Linked DNA regions of Gossypium hirsutum: regions 1 and 3 are each linked to region 2. The links are chromatin contacts, called in public Hi-C maps. All regions are on one chromosome and are shown on one strand. The core of a region is the stretch at or near the end of the contact, and the rest is flanking DNA. Distances in the headings are between cores, read along the strand shown.

Region 1 (3,130 bases), core at 249-2,748, 110 kb after region 2:
TTGCTAGTGTTCAAAGGAAGTAATAATTGTAAGGCCTCCTTGAAGTAGAAAGCAGCTCTTATAAAGGGCTTACCTACAGGGGAGAGCTGGTGATTGAGCCGCGCCAATATCCCTTGCGCGAGTACCGGATCACCGGTTTCGATCAGCTCTGCGGCCTGAATTAATTGATCAATTATCGCCTGCTGAAGCTGCTGGTTCGCCAGATCATCCGTAACGATTTTCGGTTTCCCTGTAATTGGCCTTTGCTGAAGCATTTGGATCTGTTGTTGCTGTTGACGCCTTAGATAAAGCTCCGGTCCCGAACCCGAAAACGGTCCACCGGAGTTGAATCGCTTCGGCGGCGGAGGCGATAAAAGGCTATGCTCTTGCAATTGAGCATACGAAAGGGGTAAGAACATGGTCGGGTTTTGTGTAAACCGAGCTTGATTCTGGTTTATTATCATCTGCGGATTGAAAATCTGTGGCTTTTCATCCACAACCTGAAGGTGTGATTGCTGTTGTGGAAATACACCCGGCGGAGGAGGCGGCAAAAGACTCGGCGGATTTGATGTCACCGGAAAATCAGAGCAGCTTATAGGAGGGTCGACGTTGTTGATCAAGCTAACGCTACTAGTAATGGAATCGAACCCGAAACCATGGTCCACCATACCAAAACCAGCATTGAACTCCATATTTTCCGACCCACCACCGCCGCCGCCGCCACTTGGTGGTTGAAGAATCTTGTTTAACCCCATAGAAGGGTCATCAATATCACCCATAATTAACCTCAAAATGGACTGGTCTTGATTAGGAGAACCAGACAAAACACTCTCCCAATCTTCCATACCTAAACCACATTTTCCTACATCCAAGGACTGGCTTGTATTGGTGGTGGCAGAGACAACAGTGGTGGTGGCTGCCACACCGGCTGTATCTGTGGAGGCACCACCACCGCTGCCTCCACCGCCGAGAGAAGAAGACAGTGTTGAAGAAGGACTTGGACTTCTTTTTCTTCTGGTCTTATTATTATTATCAATGGGCTCACTGCCCACATAGCAACAATCTCCTCCCTTGTTCTTCCACTTCCCTTCTTTTTGGTGGTGTTGATGCTGGTGTTGTAATAACAGTGATGAATCTGAACAAGATGATGTTGAAGAAGAAAAATCTAAAGCCCCCTTCCCTTGAAATTCCTCAAAGGATACGGGCATGGCCTTCATCTAAAACAACCAAAAAATAAAACACACCCAAAACCCAAAACTTTCCTATTGATAAACTTTCTAAATAAAAAAAAAACAACACTCCTACCATGAAAGACTTAGCCTCTTCTTCATCTTGTACCTCAAAGACTCCATTTTTTTTTTATTAGTACCACAAACACACCATTTTCTTTTCTTTTTTTTGCTTGTTGTTTGAGACTTTGTAAGTAGTAGTACTATGGGGTTTCCTTGTGTATTCTGCTATGGATGCGTGCAACATATAAAAGTGGTAAAGTGCCCTTCATCTTCTTTCTCTCTCTACTTTATTTTTTCTGTATTTTTTTTTAATTTTTTTATGTGGCTTTTGTCTGTAGACGTAGTTATCTCCCTGGTAGGGTTTTCTGTCGTTCATTTAAGCCCTACTCTCACATCCACCGCGCGTGTATACCAGATGTTTCCTTAATCGCTCCATTTTACTAGGAAAATATTATTAATGGTTATCGAAAAGAAAAAAAGGAAATTATAATTAATGACCCCTCAATGAGGGCTTTGTTGTAAATCATATGCCATTTTTTTTTCCATTTATTTTCAATTTCACCTCCCTCTCGATTTCTTTCTTTTTTCCTCTTAATTTCTTTAATAAAAATATTGATTAAAATTTTAAGGTAGTGTTTAATGCTTTTCCATGTCATGATTTTAATGGAATATGATTTCTTAAAATATAATTGATTGTTAAGAATCTGAATGCCAGGAAAGTTACTTTACAACAATTGGTATACATTAAAAAAATATTAATTAAAATCCCGAGAAAATTACAATATTACGTTTGGTTCACTGAGTATTTTCTTAGGAATATGATGATAATTTAAGAATTTATCATTATTAAATAATAAATAATATTCATTTATTTAATATTTACAATAACTTTATTCTTAACAAATATTTGGATTAAATATTTAATAATGAAAATTAATTGATAATTTTTAAATTATTTTTTAATTTATAATTTTAATTGAAAGAAAAATTATTTCAATTTTATCTTATATATATTTTTTAAATGAAATAATGCACATATAAAATTATGAACATATAAAACTTAATTTGGAATAAATTAAAAAATACTTGAAACCACGTTGTTTTAGCTAAAGGCTAGCCATAGGAAAATAAATTGATTTCAGGTTTTGCTCCAAACAAAACTACAAGTAATTAAATTATAGAAATGTAAAACCATAAGTGTTCTGACCCAAAATTCCTACACAGCTTAAATGGAACAATTCTATCCATAATCTACAAAAAAAAAACCAAGTATTTCACTCAAAAAAGTGCTAAATCAAATTACTTGCAAAGATTTTGTTGAAGTAATAGAGAACATCATGTAGCAGGAAGGAGGCAATAGCTTCTTTTTTTTACATTTATTAATAAACTAATACCCTAAACCAATATAAAATAGGGTTAAATTTGTCTTAATTTTTTTAACTTTCAAATTTAAATATGTATGATGTAATTAACCTTTAATTATATAAAAAAATCTAATTACATAAATAAAATTAAAAAAATTCATATATTTTATTTTTTAAAATAATCAATCCAGCTTTCAATAATAAAAATATTATAGAGGTTTTTGTACTAGTAGTTAGATTGTATTTTACATTCTCCATTCAAAAAATTGATTCTTCTATTAAAAATTTTATTCATTTTTACGGTTAAAAACAAATCTATATACATTAACATGAGGTACATATGGCACGCTATGTGTCACTATATTATGAAATTGTCAACAATGCCAGCTTTGAATAATATAAATGGATGAAATTTTAACAAAAAAAATTTATTTTACTCTTTAATTTAACGTAATGATTAATTTATTTATTTTTAAATGGAGAAAGCAAAATAGGTCTATACTATTTTTACAGCTTCCAACGTTGTGACATGCTTTTTATAGGCACGTCGAGATT
Region 2 (3,412 bases), core at 866-3,365:
TGAAGAAATATGACAAGCGAACAGGTGGGTTATTACGGTTGCCCTTCATCCAAAAAGTGCTGAAGCAACCATTTTTCACGACCGATCTTGTTTCAAATCTGGTTAAAGAATGCGAAAACACCATTGATGAAGTATTATTCCCCATTGAAGAAGATAAAGAAGAAACAAAGGAACAAAAAGGAGCAATAATGGTAGCAAGAGAGCCAGTGAAGGGGATATTTAGAAACACTGTTGCAGCACTATTAACCATGGAAGAAATTAGAAGAGTGAGCTCTACTAAAGACCATTTCTCTTTGCCTCCTCTTAACTTGTCCCACAGTCATCTCATTCACTCCTTCCAACTCAACTCACCAATCCCCATTCTTTGAGAAACTATGGATTTTGGGTTTTATTTGTAAATTGGTCCCTATATTATACCCTAATTTTCAGAATTGGTCCTTATAGTTTTCTTGTCGGAAAGTGGTCATTAAACTATTAGTTGCATTTTACCCCTCTATTCAAAAAATGGGCAAATTAATTAATGTATGTTAGCTCAAAGAGTAAATTGGTCATTTTATTAAAATTTTTATCAATTTCTACTGTTAAAAGCTAGTCCTTGTACATCAGCATAAGGTACACGTGGCACGCCACGTCTCATTGTTTGGTTATTCTGCCAGTTGCGCCAATTTTTAATAATACAAATAGATGATTTTTTTAACAAAAAATATCAATTTACTCTTTGATCTAATGTATTGGGACCAATTTGTACGTTTTTTGAGTAAAGGGAGCAAAATACAATATGGTCTATATGATATTATTACCCAATTTTGTCTCGTTTTATCTAAAAAGTTTACGAAATCTTGTAAGGATGTGATGTGTCATGATTGACTGGTATTTTATTTTAGATAAATTGGGACAAAATTAATAGTTTATAGTCCACTTTTGACAAAAATAAAAAAACTAATCGAAAATTGAGATATAATTTAAGGGGCCAAGTTTCAGATAATATATTTTATTTTTTACAAATGAGATTGTAATATGATGCAGATTTGATTGAATGACGAAATTGTTAAAATTGATTTAGACTAGGTTCAAAGATTGATGTTTCATTTCGCTTGCCCATTTAATGTTTTGTAATATAATTACTTATACCAAAAGTAAATTAAATTTTAATGTGATTTTTTTTTATACATGGCTCTTTTTGATACAATGTTTTACGCATAGTTTCTCCCTTACCCACAAATAGAAAAATAATGTGTTTCAGCATACTTAAACCTACGTCTTTTTGTATTAATAACAATGCCCGCACTAATCGAGTTAATACTTAATCGTCAATTTTAATGTGATTTCTTTAATGTAATAGAATGAAAAAAGAAGTTAGCATAAATATATCGATATGCTTATGATAATTAATCAAGGTTTTCTTACATCAATTTTCTCTCTTTTGGGGTTAATTGCCATAGAGGTCCTCAAGTATAGTTAGAATTTTAAATTAGTGTTTAAACTTTAGAACCTTCAAGTTTTCAACTTATTGGTATTACATCGATTAGGTTATTTTATCGACCTAACTTTAGTTTGAATGTTAAATGCTAGTTTAGATATAAAGTAGAGTATATTTAAAATTCACTCTTCAAATCTTAAACACATCTATATATTGCATGAACAATTTAGATTTAACGTATTTAATTTAAATTATTCATGCAATATGTACCAAATGTTTAAATTTTGATACATATATTTTAAAAAAATCTTTTAAATTTAACCTCGTTTTTGTTTCAAGCTTGTGCTTAATTTATTCTACATTTAGTCCATGTTTTCAGATTTGATCATTTTTGGTCTCTATATTTTCTAAAATTTAAAATTTTAATCATTAAATTCATTAACTGATTCTTTTATGAGTAATATATTGAATATTTAAAATATATTAGATTATTTTACACAATGAAATGCCATTATAATAATATTTACTACTTGAATGAAATGTTTTATAGTAGTATCAATAGGCAATTTATTATTTTTGGTTCATAAACTTGATAAATAAGTTCACATATAATTTTCATAACCACAGTAATAAATAGAACCGGACACAACCAGTCAAACCTCACTGTCCCACGCTTCTTGCTTTTCACCTCTCTCTCGAAGACCGCTCACCGTTGTCTTAATCTCCACCTCTAATCCTCTCACGCCGTAGACCCAAACCCTCCACCAATAGTTCATATCTCCGGCGACCCTCTCACTAAGATGACCACCGGCGAACTTCTCAGCATCGATCCTCAAGAGCTTCAATTTCCCTGTAAGCATCTTTCAAAGCTTTACAAAATTAACTTTTTTTAAAAAAAATTAACTTTTTTTGTTGCTTTACAGATCCATATCTTCATCGTTTCCACTGCTTTTTTCGAAAATTTTAACAATTTTTGTTCTTGAATTTAGTTGAATTGAAAAAGCAGATTTCATGTTCTTTAAATCTGTCCAACAAGACCAACAATTATGTGGCTTTTAAGGTAAAATTAAGCTATTTCTTAAATCTCCTGTGAGTAAATTAATATGGGATTTTGCTGTAATATAAGATTATCTGGTTTTATATTCGATTTATTAAACTTAATTTTTGATCATATATGTATTGTTTTTGTGTTTATGTAAATACATAATTCTATATATATATATAAATTCTGGAGTTTGTGAATTATTTGTTTTACTCAATAATTTTATAATAAAGTAGGATTGCTAGTGTTATTTGTTTTGAAACATGCGTACCAATTCGAAAGTTGCTAGTAAAAGTATTATAGAGTATATACTATGAGTCAGATTGAATTTTGCTTTCTTTACTCAAAAAATGGGCAAATTAGTTCTTGTACGTCATATAAAGAGCAAACTGGTCTTTCTATTCAAAATTTCATCCATTTCTATTGTTAAAAACATTGACGTGATTGATGGAATAACCATGCCACGTGTACATCATGGTTATATACACAGATCGGTTTTTAATAGTAAAAATGGATGGAACTTTTAATAGGAATAATTTGCTCTTTGATCTAAAGTACAAGGACTAATTTGCTCATTTTTTGAGTGAAGGGAGCAAAAATGTAACCTGACTCCTAGTACAAGTGCCTCCATGAATCTTTTACCGAAAATCTCTATGGAGCTAGCGATTTATGATAACAAAGCTTTTTTATGTACGTTGTTTTCCAGGTCAAAACGACAAACCCAAGGAAATACTGTGTAAAGCCTAACAATGGAGTTGTTCTGCCTTGGTCTACATGGAATGTTACAGGTCTCTCTCTCACAAAACTCGAACTTATCTATAATTACTTGTTGTTAATCATGTATCATCTTCAAATCTTGAAATCATAGTTTAATTGGTTAATTTATGGAATCAGTTATGATGCAGGCTCAAAAGGAAGCACCTCCTGATATGCAATGCAAAGATAAGTTT
Region 3 (3,126 bases), core at 473-2,972, 87 kb after region 2:
TGAATCCCTCACTCCAAGGAGGCTTCTTGAAGACAAAAGTGCTTACCTCAATTCCCTAATGAAAGTTGCTCATCATTATTGTACTTTCCAAGGAAGGGCATTTTTATGGAGTAAATTACACCCGAAGTTACTAAATTATTACTAAGTTTATGTTTTGGTCACCCAATTTTAAAATGTTACGAAATGGTCACTAAACTATTCAAAAAAAATTATTTAAGTCACTGGGCTGTTAAGGTTTTTTTTTTTAAAGTTCGGCTAGTGAGCTCCAAAAGATGATTCGATGATTGATACGATAGATCAATACCTATCAACGAGTAAAAGAACATATCTTATATCCAAGTTGATGTGACGATCATTGTCAAAAACCAAAGAAGAAAGTTGTTTGGATTTTGTTTGCAGATTCGTGATGTTCAAAGTTGTTTCATGAAAATAAATTGAATTGTATAAAAGAAAGGGAAAGAGAGCTTTCGATTGATGCAAGGAGTGTGAACAAAGAAAGGCATACAACAACAATTTTAACAACCTAGTGATTTAAATGAAAATTTCCGAATAATTTAGTAACCATTTTATAACTTTTTATTGTTAAATGACTAAAATATAAATTTACTAATAGTTTGATCACCTTAAGAATCTGCTTTCAACTATTGAGGTGACTAAAGGAAATTACAATGGCAGGTCCAGCTTTGAATTTGGGGTTTTTTTTTTTGTGAGAATTATGATAAGGGCAAGACAAAGCCACTTTCCTTTGCATTTTGCTCATGTTCTTTCACTTTCCTCTCTCAAATGGACCACGTACCTAGGAACAAAAGCAAATGGGAAAAAAATTTAAAAAAAAAAAGAAAAGAAAAGAAAAACATCCATATAGTTTGTTTTTACTCAAGTCTCTATCCAAGTATATCTTTTTGCAAAAAGACAAGCTCATTTTTTGTCATTTATTATTACTCTCTTTCTTAGGGCTTAAATTGCATTTTTTAAGGGATAATATAACTTTTGGCCCTTAAATTTGACAATTATGTTCATTTTGATACTTATACTTTGTTTTGGTTCACTTTGGTGTCTAAACTTAGCAACTAGATTCATTCTGGTCTCTGAACTTCGGTTCTGTCAAGATTTGATAATGTGACCAGTATTATTGGAACATGATTAGATTGGTTGGTCAGATTGATTGGATTGAAAATCGACCAGTATACTGACCCAAACAAAGAGGTTGAATCGATTGAATCAGAATTTGCTCGAAATCGATACAAATAGAAAACTAGGACAAAAACCAATAGTCGAATAGGTTGAACCGATTTAATAATTTTTTATTATTTTTATTAATTTTTAATTATTATCGATCCAGTAGTTGAATCGATCAAATCAATAGAATTGGAAATCAATGGTCTAATTGATTCAACCACTTATCCGACTATTAGAACACTGTATGTGATACTCTAATTTCTTTTTTTCTTTTTTTGAAAATATGTAACACTCTAATATTGTACCATGTCATCAGACTTTTATATTTTTTCAAGTTTAAGGACTAAAATAAATCTAATGACCAAGTTCACGTACCAAAATGGATAGAAAAAAGTACATATACCAAAGTGGACATAATTACCAAATTCAAAGGTTAAAAAATTATATTATCCCTTTTTTAAACTTTGTATAAAACTCATTGTTGTTGTGGTCTTTGTTCCATGAAAGCTCATTGTGGGGTTGTCTATGGTTTGTGGAGGGGCAAAGGTTTCTTAGCTAGCTACCAAGCCAAGAAAATGACTATACATTGTGTGTGTGTGTTTTTAATTATCCCATTTATGGATGTATAAAGGAAAAATTATTCTTTCTGTTCCTCCACCATGAAACTTTGCCTTTCCCGATTATATGTATGCATATCCATATAGCTTTTGCTCCACAAATTATCTGTCCTCGTCAAATTTATTACCTCTCTATCTGGGTTGTTTTACTATAAATGTATAAATTTGAATATCGCTATTATCTTTATAGATATCGGATACATTTATTCTCGTTCTTCTTTTATTAGTTATTTTTTAAATTTTTTGAAATAATTTTTATTTTTACCCATAATTTTTTAAACTCCTTGAATTGAAAGATAATTCATATTAAAACGCACTCGAACTCACGTCCTTTTGTATAAGACTCAATTGATTATTTTCAATCTTTTTAAAGCAAAAACAAGTATTTAGGTTTTTATTTCCAATAATTCATTTTACAATTTTATCTTTTTAATAGTTATATATTATAAGGGTAAATTGACAATAGCATATAGTAAGCTATTAACATAATTTAACTTTTTCCTTTAAACTTTCTTTTTCGAATTTTATTTTGGTTCATATTTTGCCATTGGAGTGTCAAAGGCATATAGTGTTTCCAAGAGTAAAATAAGCCGACAATCTGCTTGATTACATAATTACCAATAAAAACATTTAAAGAGAAATGTCCAAAGAAAAAAGCATAATTACTTGCTTTAATCATAAAGAGACTACTATACACATTATATATTTATACTAGCTTAATATAATATTTGGTACCTAAGTTCAATTTAGTGCTTAGACCAAATGTTATCATTTGCCATATGCGATCTAAGAAAAAAAGAGTTAATATACTATTTGGTACTTGATTTTGGCTTCAATGTTCAATTTGGCACTTGATCTTTTTGTCCCAATTTAATACATGAGTTTGGCTTCAATATTCAAATTGGTATTTGACTTTTCTTTTATCCCAATTAGGCATCTAAGTTTGACTTTGATATTCAATTTGGTATTTGAGTTTTTTCTAGTTCCAATTAAAGTACTTATGTTTTTCTTTTTACACAAATATTCATTCGGCCACATGATCTCGTTTTGTTTGGTACGAAATCGAAGATTGAAGTCAAATTTAAATACCAAAATTGAACGTTAAAACCAAACTTATATATCAAATGGTGTATTAACTTTAAAAAATATAAATACGATTAAAAAAACTCAAATACCAAATTAAATATTGAAACAAAACTCAAATTTTAATTTGAGTGTCCAAACCAAATTCAAATACTAAATGGTATATTTACCCTTACATGAAGAAGATAAAATAATTTTGGCATGGATAGATGGGGAGATGAACAATGTGATTTCCTTTAAATAAAAC

What was found. Hi-C and Micro-C count contacts between places; a contact is called where the count stands out from the background.
Region 1: a contact with region 2 is called in a Hi-C map of leaf, with 4 times the contacts expected there. The contact joins the promoter of LOC107945536 here to the enhancer-like site in region 2. A contact is called at or near these places in 12 of 34 Hi-C or Micro-C datasets (anther, callus, fibers and 2 more).
Region 3: a contact with region 2 is called in a Hi-C map of leaf, with 3 times the contacts expected there. The contact joins two enhancer-like sites. A contact is called at or near these places in 7 of 34 Hi-C or Micro-C datasets (fibers, leaf and seedling).

What each region holds. Positions count from the first base shown.
Region 1 is chrD12:37,607,113-37,610,242 of Gossypium_hirsutum_v2.1, reverse strand. LOC107945536 (scarecrow-like protein 6) reads right to left here and starts at 1,498. Exons shown (of 1, transcript XM_016879589.2): 1 at 1-1,498. The coding sequence starts at 1,196.
Region 2 is chrD12:37,716,639-37,720,050 of Gossypium_hirsutum_v2.1, reverse strand. It overlaps LOC107947479 (SPX domain-containing protein 3), which reads left to right. Exons shown (of 5, transcript XM_016882120.1): 5 at 1-368. The coding sequence ends at 368. It also overlaps the pseudogene LOC107945539. Among protein-coding and RNA genes, the nearest start is that of LOC107947479, 6.5 kb to the left of the region's middle. Within about 2 kb of position 2,115, at least 7 of the 9 cell types and tissues checked have an H3K27ac peak or open chromatin away from gene starts, as enhancers often do. A contact at or near this core is called in fibers and leaf, where this site is marked.
Region 3 is chrD12:37,629,862-37,632,987 of Gossypium_hirsutum_v2.1, reverse strand. No RefSeq gene overlaps it. Among protein-coding and RNA genes, the nearest start is that of LOC107945538, 11 kb to the right of the region's middle. Within about 2 kb of position 1,722, at least 1 of the 9 cell types and tissues checked has an H3K27ac peak or open chromatin away from gene starts, as enhancers often do. A contact at or near this core is called in leaf, where this site is marked.